2 separate regions of the Athene noctua genome follow, and region 2 is linked to region 1. A link is a contact called in public Hi-C data. All regions are on one chromosome and are shown on one strand. Each heading gives the region's core, a stretch centred on a gene start, on an enhancer-like site or on the middle of the called end of the contact. The rest is flanking DNA. Distances are from core to core; before and after follow the strand shown.

Region 1 (5,445 bases), core at 645-3,144:
GCCGTACCGGGGTCGACAGGCACAGCTCAGAAAGTCCTACCAGTGCGGGATCAGGGAGGGTTTGACTTTCTTCAGAACACCGATGAACACAAGATTAATTAACCTGTAGCATGATATTAAGGTAAAAATATAAAAAAGGACAGCTGGCCACATCCTTTGCCCACTGCTGCTTTTGTCCCTGCTCCTTTAGCCTGTGAGAAGTACCTTCTTGAGTCAGGCCAGAGTGTCCCTAACACTCCCCTATCCAGCTTCTGGCAATGGGCAGTAAGAGATGCTCAGTAAAATATAACACTAGAGTACACATCCAGGAATTACTTTCTCAGGTACATTTCTCCTGATTTCAGCCAGTGGCAGTTCAGATAGTTTTTTTAGCTCCAAAGTGCTTTTAGTATTTAGAGACAGAACATGTCATTTCTCTGAACCCACGAATACTACATGTTTCCACAACATCCCATGGAAGTAAGTTTCACAATTTACGGTGTTAAACATCAATTTGTGCTGCGTATTCTGAACTCACCCTACTACATACTCTCCAAAGATATTTGAAGAGTTCAGTAAGAAAAGCATGCCATGTAACATCAAAAGTGTGCGTCTTCCCACAAACGTGCGTTTCATTTTATACTTCTCATGTTTATTCTTGGTGCAGAATTACCACCAGAAAATAAAAGTCTAAAAAGTGTTCTGACGCTCTGTGCTTCAGATTAATACTGTGCACTGCTGGTATATGATAATACTGAAGGGCCCTAGTTACAGTTACACAGAAATAAAAGCCTGTGATTGCTAAGACAGTTGAGAGTACAAGTTGTTTCCTTTAAAAAGAAAAAAAGGTAAAAATTCCCAACTCTATACAGCGCATTCTTGTTTGTGAATGGTTTAAATACGAGACGCTTAGAATACAGTTATGGCTGCTCATATCCCAACAGGAGAGTCAGTTGAGCTGTGAAGGCCTACCTATCACTGCGGTGTCTTCACAGCAGTGTCTTTCCACCAACAGTTGTAATTCCTGCGAATGGAAGGGAAACAAATTACACATAAGAGAAAATTATGTTCATTGCAGGGACAATCCACATTTACTGCCAACAAAGCATGCAGAGCAAACTTCAGTGTATTATGGCTCTTTTGACCCGAGCAGAGCTTGAGACAGCGTAGTCCTCTGCTGCTCCAAAAGAAGAGGATCTGTCTTCTCTGAGATCCAGCACACAAACCCAAAAGCTATCTGGACCAAAAATCAGAGGTCAAAAGTGAAGTGCTAAAAGCTGTACAATCATTAGTAGCCCCAGTTAGTTTATGTTTCATATATGGCTTGTCAGTTTAGTCAGTGAATGAGGAAGAGGACGAAACTTTTACACTATTGCTTTTGCAGGGAAAATTAATTTCCTAGTCTCACAGATGCTGTGCCCAGACTCAGGTCAATGACTTTAATGACCACAAACCCGATGAGCAGCTCTCGCCTCTGCCAACTAGGGCAAACAACTAAATCCGAGGGCTGGCAGGAAAACAAACCCTCACGCCCAGGCTCACCCCGGCGCCAACCCCCCGCACACAGAGGACCCCTCTCGCCCGAGCTCCCGCACCGCCGCCTCAGGCCGGAGGTCGCAATCTTACAGAGGAAAGGAAAGGAAAGGAAAGGGAAAGCCCCGAGGCCGTACAGCCGGTCGGCGTGCCATGAACCGCGCCTCTCCGACCCCGCGCTCCGAAGGCGGAACTCCCTCCCGAGCTGTCCGCTTGCCCGCTCGCGCCACCGCTCGCCCCGGCTGCCCGGCCCGCAGCCCGCGCAGAGACAGGGACACCAGCGTCCCGCACCCACCCGGGCAGCCTGTGGCTCCGGTGGGCCAGGGGAGCCGAGCGCTGCCGCCTGCGCTGCCTCCTCCCTCCCTTCCGGCGCGGACGAGCGGGGCGGAGCGAGCGGCGCTTCCTGCCGCCGCTTCCGCCCGGCCACTGCCCGGTCCGGCGGCGCCATCTTGCGGGGCCGAGGGGGAGGCGGTTGCGGGGTCCGGCTTCCCGCGGGCGGCCCTGGGCCCCCGGCGCGGCGGCCGTCCCTTCTGCGGGAGTGGTGGGCGCGCTGCGCCGTGAAGCCACTTGCCCGCCACCGGGATGGTGCTGCGAGCTCCTGGGGTCCGGTCGGCCCCTCGGTACCTCCCAGAGCGTGTCCAGTACTCTGCAAGGCGCGTTATTACTCAGAACCGGGCTGTGCTGTGGTGCGACTTCGCCTCTGATTCTTTTTCTCCCGATTCATTTCTAAGCTTCCTGTTAAGGTTCTCTACGGCTACTGAGCTACTATTTTCACGGGACTGTGCGTGAGCAGCCTGTTTGGGGCCTGTCACAGCCAGTGAAGCAGGGATTTCTTTTTTCCCTTGTGCACCATTTTAGGCAATATAGGTTAAATTCGCTTGCTATTATCCGGTATTGTAATGTTGTTTTGTGTTTCTGCATGGTCAGTAAAAGCCTCAGCTTTACCGTACTGAGTAGCACGGTGCCCTCACAGACTGTGCCACCCCATCCCCTGTGCCCTTCTCCAGACAACTCACGGATGGGCCATACAGCTTGAGACCACCACAGCTAATGGTTATTTCTGCTCTCCGCTTTCCTTGCTTCTAATTAATACTTCCAGTACAAGAAACTTTTTACTCCCATTTTTTTAGCTCTCCTGTTGTGCTTACCACCCTAACTGCTTGCCTACTTAAAATCCCAGCAGACCATATTGAGACAATTTTCCTTTGTTACCTGCTTGAATTAAAAAACTCCATTGTGAAACATTACTCCACTTTAAAAAGCACACGTATTGAGGCTCCTTCACATAGCAAGTTTCTGCATTTATCTCCCACATATCTACTGAAGTTATTCTTTGAAATAATTTCTACTAATTTACCTGGTATGGGCATCAGTTTTAATAGTTCATACAATCTTAAGATGTTTTTAGGAACCTGTTTTACTAATGTCATTAGCTACCTTGTACTCTTCTACTGAGAACTTCAACTGATACAACCCGATAACTGCGTTCAAGAATAATTCAGAATTAATTCGGTTCTGTGTTCCTTGCAGAACTCTTGGGGAAATACTCTCTGGCCCTGCAGATCTGCTGTTGCTCAATTTCTCTGTTTTGTCACCTGGTCTACAAACACTTCAGGTGAGAAAGATGCTCTAATACACCTCTCAACATGCCAGCATAGGAGCTACTCCAGGTTTCTCTATGATGAATACAGATGCAAAAAAACCCTGAACCCACCATGACTTACTATCCAAATCTTTTGAATGTTTGAATCAGAACAGGCAGCAACAAGGCACAACAAATCAAGAAATGGATCAATCCTTTTTAAATTGCTGTCATATCCTTCAGCTCGTATACTTTACCTGGTATACTTTTCCTTCCCAAGATCATTCTGATTCTGATTATGGCTCCTGCAGCAACAATGGACCAGTTCACATACATATCACTTTGAATTGTCTAATCAATGATACTTATAGTGGATAGATCTAAAACAATTTGTGTGTAGGTACTGAATTTGATCATCTTCCCACCAAGCTGCATGGCAGTGCAGTTGCTGGTCGTCACATTGAGATGTACATTTTTTCATCAGCAGCATTTGAGTGCAGCGGCCAAAATAACGAATCAGAGTGTTCTTTCTTTCTGCAGGGCAGGGGCCATTTATTTTTCCAACAGTACATACTTAACACTCTCGTTAAAGCTCTTACTTCATAATTAGCAAATCAGCAATCAGACAGCTATCTACCTTTGCTCCTATCAGCATAAGACCACTCTAACACGCACTGTGCAGACCAATCAACTTCTTGTTCACGCAGCAGTAACTTTTCCCAGTTCAGTGTTGGAGCTGTCTGTTGTTTTTCCCTGCCACCTTAGCACAACTCGACAGTTGCTTATCTTTCTTCCAAGGCCTGGTTTTCATCAAAGCCCAGCTGCTTTTCAGGGGTTGCACAGAGCTGACAGGCCAGTGTCACATTTGAGTAATACCATTATATCTGGTCTCTTCAGATAATTAAATTAGAAACAAAATTGGACATTGTTTTATTTGTTATCAAGTATGAAATCTCAGATTTGAAGAAGTATACACTTCTTTGCTGCACCAGTTTACTCCTTTAGCACAAATATGGTAGAAGTGCTAGAGGAGGTAGTCTGGCAATGATGGCCCTGCTGTGGAACACACAAGAGTTTAATTATAAGAAGTAAATATGCTGAACATTCTCAGCATAAGAGCAGTAAATCATCCCTCTTAAAACTCTAGCGGCTTCTCCATCATCTATGTTTTCTTGTCCTCCAGCTCCTGTGTCATTGTATGGTTTCCTATGGGAGTTAGGTGTCTGTGTAGAACTGAGAAGTCTAGATTCTACAGTGGTCTTTAACTGTGGTCCTGTTCAGCCTCTGCATAACAAGTGTTTTGTGATTTCTATGTGTGTGGCCAAAAACAGAAGAGGTCTATTATGCAATTGCCAGCGTGCTTTTTCTTGTGAGCACCTAATGGACTCAAAGACTTTTCCATCTTTTCTTGCTCCCCTCTGATCTGGATATTTGTACAGACAGGTCTGGGCTGATTTATGCTCACAGATTCGTGCCTGCTTTTACACATGGCAAACTGATGGCTGAAAGTTGTGGACAGCAGAACACCTAGGTTAACTCAAAGAGTCAGTAAGGTTAAAAAATGGTATTAGACAAATCATACAAGGAGTATGTCAGCAAGAGACAGTTCTGGCTTAGGAAGTCTGTGCACTAAGAGCGAGCTGCTGTATGCTTGCCCCGTTTATTCCTGAGGACGCTTGACATTGGCCACTCTCAGAGACAGTGTAATGGACTGGATAGACCTTGAGTTGGAGTCAGTAAAGGATTCTTATGTTACTTATATCTTAAAATGAAGGCATGCATTACTGCTGAACTGCTGTACTTTGTATGGGAAAAAGGCATCAAGGCAAACTGCACAAAGGTATGGCATGTGTGTTGGCTTTATTAAGGTTATCAATCTCAGGCAAAGACTTCAAGTAATGCATTACTGATGCTGCAGCGTAGATTTTGAAAATGTGGTTGTGCTGTTCTTAGTTTTGTAATATTTCAGTTTAGAATATGACTTTATTGGATAGTGTTATTTGTATGTAAATTGTACATCCTCCTTGTTCACTGCTTCCTACTTACTCCCTTCTACCTTCCTTATGTATATTTGCGATGGCACACATGGTCTGTGTGGGACTACAGAAAAGTTATCATCTACCTTATGGGATCTACACAAATATCACATTAAATAATCTGATTATATGTGTTCTGTGAGCAGTGAGATCAGTACTTTCTGCCTACTGAAGAGTGATTTCTTTTTTCATGTTTCACTCGATCACTTTCACTGGATCACTTCTGAATCTTTCACTTCACAAAATATCTCCTGATGTAAGAGCTATGTTTTTCTTAGAAGCCCATGTAGATCTTTCATATATTTAAAGTCTACC
Region 2 (5,086 bases), core at 171-2,670, 240 kb before region 1:
AAATTCTTCATCTTTTTTCATAAAACTATGGACTCTTTGGGACAGGTTTTGTCCCACACTTTGTTGCTGTGTGAGCCACAAAGACAAGGCAAAAAGGAAGCCTGATCTCAACTGTGGCCTCCAGCTAGCCAGGGCTAACCGCTGCACCACACATCCAATCACTGATGAAGTCATTAGTTTGGCACAAACACATTGCAAATTAAGTATTAAACAGAATTAGCAATCATTTAGGGTTCTTCAGTGTGTAATGCAACTACTGCAGCACTAGCAAGGGTTTGATACCATGCAGTAATCAACACCGATCACTAGTTTGTTACAATAATTTAATAAAGTGCTTATGTGATTTTTTACAACATAAACAACAATGCAAGGCGCTTTTTTTCTTTGTTATTAGTAGTGGTGATGCTCATTATGTGAAGATGTGGAAACAGAGGTGTGTCTGCCATACATGATACTTAACGCCAAAACATATTTGGCAAGTTCAGGTAGCTAAGTTCAGTTTGCTGTCAGCAGAGGGCAACATAGGCCTCATTAGTGAATAAAAGCAAAACTAATCCTTAAAAGATCATATTGACTTCTCAATCATTGAAACCAAACCTCACCATACACCTGTACATTTGCTGTAGAACCAAAGTTCTAGAACTATTACTCTTTTACAAAATCATTTTGAATGCCTGCATAAAACATAGGAAATAGAAAGGCACTGCAATAAAGGTAATGACAAATACCTTTTCTTTGACAAAAATATATCAACTTTTAGGTGTTTACTCCTTAATCTGATCTTCATTATATCCAAAAGCTGTTACCCTGTGAAGCTTTATATTTTCTTTAACCCTGTGTATACTAATAGCTCCATTTGTTATCCAAAAGACTAGTAGGTTATACCAGAAATAATGCAGTACTATGTTGAAAATATAAGTTTTACAATTTTTTGTTGTTTTTGTTCTCCATTAGCCTAGACACTCTTTTATCCCATTTGGTGTGTCTCACAGCCTCTCCCTAGCTGTGTTTGCTCGAGAAGAGCCATAACTGAGGCTGCAGTTTAAATTCACATGAGTAGAACCTACTTTTTCATCAGCCCCACGGCTGAGCAGAGCCAAAGATCTTTTCCAGCTTTCCCAAGCAGAGCACTCCCAAAGCCCGGCTCACAAGGCCTGTGTCCAGCTCCCGCTCCAGCAGCGCGGCAGACGCAGGCGGGCACCGGGGGAAGGCCGTGCCCGGCACAAGGGCCCCAGGGCTGCATCCCGGTGCATTTTTTCATCCCCTGGCCCTGTGTACCAGAACACAGCGATGCGCAAAACGTGCCGGCGGCCTCAGCAGCAGCTCTGCCTTCACACTGAGGCTGCTCGGGAAAGCAAGCTGTTTCCCCGGCTGTCGGGTGCTTTCAGCCCTGCAGTGGGCCCGGGGGACAGCACAGCACCTCACACTGAATATGCCGCCCTCCCGCCGCCCCCACGGCTGCCTGACAACAGGACGTGGCTTCTCTGCCCAGGGGCAGCTCCCGCCCCGGGCCCCGGGCGGCAGCGAGCGGGGCTGCCCACGAGTGTTCGCACCGGGCCGCTCCGCCGGGGCTCACGAGGGGCCGCGGACCGGAGCCAGCCCGCAACCGCTCGCCCCCGCCCGCCGGCAGAAATGGCGGCGGCGCGCCCGGCAGCGGCGCAGGAAGCGGGAGGGAGGCGCCATGTTGAGGCTCGCTGCGGAGGTAACGGCACCGGCCCCGCTGCCAGGGTACGGGGGGGAGGGTAGTAACGCCGTGCCTTTCGCCCAGGGGCAGCGAGAGTGAGGCGTGCAGCTCCCCCCTCCTCAGCGTCGCCTCCCCTTGCCCTGGCGTTGGGGGTGAGGTCCGGGGGGACGGCGGGAGCGAGTGGGGCGGGGGCTCTCCGCAGCGCCGCGAAATGGCGCCGAGCGGGGCCCCCAAACCGCCTCGGGGGCCAAAGGGGGACGGTGCAGCGGTCACAGCTCCTTAAGGCGTCGGGGGCCGTCGATAGGTAGGTCCGGGCTCGCTTCTCCTTCCGCCTGTGGTGTGCCAGGAGTCTGAGGAGGGGTGACATCTCGCCCCTAAGCAATACAACAGTGGCTCTTAAGCTAGGTGGGTCAGAGGATATGTAGGAGGAACAGACCTGAGGAGGTTTTCATGAATGATTTGGAGAAAAAACAGGGAGTTAGTGTTCCCGTTGATTCGCGGAAACAGACTCTACAAGTCAGAGAGAGTTATAAAGCAGGTATGTTTACTCCGACGCTGGGGCACAAAGGGATTTCTCCACAAAACTTGCACACCACCAGCACATTTTACCAAAAGCTTATCGAGTGTGGATATACGTATCCATTGGATCACATAACACAAATATACACATGCGTAAGTAAGGTTCGAAAGGCTGGTGTCGGCATTTTATGTTATCTGCACCTGCGTGTCGCCGGCTGGTGGTTGTCTTTTGGGGGTCTTTTGGAGTAAGGCTCACAGTCTTTCTCACCTTGTACTTTTCCTTGGAGCATGTGCAGATTCTCTTAGCCAGTATCTTGAATAGCAAGTGTGGTTCTCGCTGGTTTACCACCTCTGTCTTATCTAAAAGCACCAGTCTGTTAATTTGTACTGCCTGTATATGGCTATCTATCCGTTACGAAGACTAAACTTGTTAGAACATAACCTGCTTTCCAAAGACATGTCTTTTATTGTTGACAAACATAGTAATTTTTGGTAAGTTTTCACAGAAAACTGCTTTGTTTTGATGAACACAGTAGTCCTTGGTAAGCTTCTACAGAACAGTCAGGGCAAGCAAGGATTATTAAGCAATATTCAGAAATCAATGTAAGTTGCTTTAAGTAAATAAGTTGCAAAGTAGGTGATCATTTCCTTGTATCACCATGACATTTCTGAGTGGCATTTTGGAGCACGGTTCCTATGTGAACTGGCCCACCCATTTTATGGGAGCGAGTGCAGGCTGATCTCTACCTAGTTTCTTGGGCCCGTCTCAGAGATAAGGTTACTGTACTGGTGTTGATCAGCTCCTGGCATGGTGAGGCTGACTCCTGACCTCTTCCAGACAAGCTGCCACCTGCAGCTGGCTTTCACATCATGCATAGTCAGTGCTTTCAAATACATAGGCTGGGCTGCTTCTCCCAGCTGTTGTAATTACCCAACTGATTTATATCGTAAGGAGCTGTAATCCCCACTCACAGAAGAGCATGACCTTGAAAACCGCAGGATGGGTATCTGTGATGGTAGTATTATGGGAATTTGTTAAGTATTTATTATATTGGTGTCTTGAAGTATGACAAACAGTGGCATAAATCTAGAAAGGAATTAGGAAGTTCACACTTTCAGTGTAGTATTGTTTTTAATAATATATATAAAAATCCATTTCTATTTCAAATATTTCATACCTTACTTCAAACAGTATGTCAGGTGTCTTATTCAAGACTCTCAAATGTTTAGATGTGTACTTTTCATGTTTTAGATGAAGGAATTCTAGCAGACTAATATAAATAGTAATTGTATCATACACTTTCTCTGTAGAGGGGTCAGAAACATATGTGCTTTTGTGCATACAAAGAATTTATTTTTAAATGGAAAAAAGATATATAGTTTTTCAGTGGAAAACCTATAAAAAATGATAAAGCGGTATCTAGTGTAAGTATGTTCCTAACAGTGGAGTGACAAATAGAAATAATATTGAGCCGAAGCTTAGCTAAAAACTGAACATTTAAGCAATAAAATGTCTCTGTTCATCTATCGATCAAGAACTCACAAAAGTTCATAAAACATGTTTTTATTACTTACATATTCCATTTTTATATTGATTTGTCGCACGATTTGCCATCAAAAGATACTGCAGACTGAACATTTACTTTTGCTTGTAGTGGGCTATAATTGAAGTCTTTGCTAGCTCTATCTGAATAAGAATAATCTTTAAAGCTCTTTTGTCAAGGAAGTGTATTCAAGAGAAAGAATTGCTTGTTCCCCTCCAAAATCATACATATTTTGTATGTATTCTAAAGTATGAAGTGAACAAATGTACTTTGAATAGATATGTCTTAAGTTCACTTTTACTTGTTGATTTAGGCTCCTATCTGCAAGCCTTGTTGGACTTCTGTGCCAATGCAGAAATTACTGAAAGAAGGATAGGAGGATATGAGGTCCACCTTAGGAAAGCTTTGTTTAGACTGAGGCTGTCCTGGTTTCAAATCAGTGCCTCTGCAAGAGGATATATAAACAGTATTTATGGAGACTGGAAAATAAGTGGATGTGCAAGAATATCAGCTTAGATCTATCATTTATAAGCCAATTTTAAACCTGCAGCTCACAGCAAATTCTTAACTTCAGTAGGTTTAAAAAAAATCCCACCCAATTAATTCTACCTAGGTAAATGAAGAAGAAATTCAAAAGGAAGTTAGAAAATAGTGGAGGAAAGCTCTAATACCAAGCAGGAACATGAAAAGTAACATCATTATAGGTGAACAGGGGAAGTATTGTCAGTCTTTTACAGTTACAATAGAATGCTCAAAAATCTGATTTCTTAAAGTGCTGGTCCTTGGAACCGTGTTGTACATGATAGTGTCATCTTTCTTTTTCAGAAAAGTAAATGCCTAATAATTTTGTCTGTGGAGGAAAAAATGGGAATGCTACAAACTCCAATCTGTACAGGAAATGCAGAACAGCTCTTAGTTTTTTACTTCTAAAAGCATTATAGTGTATTAGCCAAGCTCAGCATATTGAGGATTTTGAATTATGATTTCCCAGTGTTTGGACGACAGCATTATGAATGCTTCTTGTGCATAGAGATTGAGTAGAGGGAGCAGTCCAGGCGTCTGATGCGATCCCAATGGTGGGGAGAGAGAGTGAGTGCGCACACCTCATGAGCTGGAACTGTTAGTATTATCTATATAAGGCAATACAGTTAATGTATGTTGAAGAAACCAGCTCCCCCTTGAAAGATGTTGCAGCTTTGCTGAAATTATTCAGCTGGTTTGCTGTCCTAAGTGGTTGGAAGTATGAATATGAGCATTTGCATCCATCCAGATGAACAGTTTAGGAGACTAAACTGTACTGAATTAAAGTAGTTAGTTAATAAATGACACTAAGCTGCTT

What was found. A called contact is a pair of places that touch in the nucleus more often than the background predicts.
Region 2: a contact with region 1 is called in a Hi-C map of heart, with 4 times the contacts expected there. The contact joins the promoter of TCEANC here to the promoter of GEMIN8 in region 1. A contact is called at or near these places in 2 of 2 Hi-C or Micro-C datasets (heart and liver).

Annotation. Positions count from the first base shown.
Region 1 is chr1:181,679,647-181,685,091 of bAthNoc1.hap1.1, reverse strand. It overlaps GEMIN8 (gem nuclear organelle associated protein 8), which reads right to left and starts at 1,894. Exons shown (of 6, transcript XM_074906965.1): 1 at 1,808-1,894; 2 at 952-1,003.
Region 2 is chr1:181,919,059-181,924,144 of bAthNoc1.hap1.1, reverse strand. TCEANC (transcription elongation factor A N-terminal and central domain containing) reads left to right here and starts at 1,420. Exons shown (of 4, transcript XM_074907035.1): 1 at 1,420-1,702. The coding sequence starts at 1,433.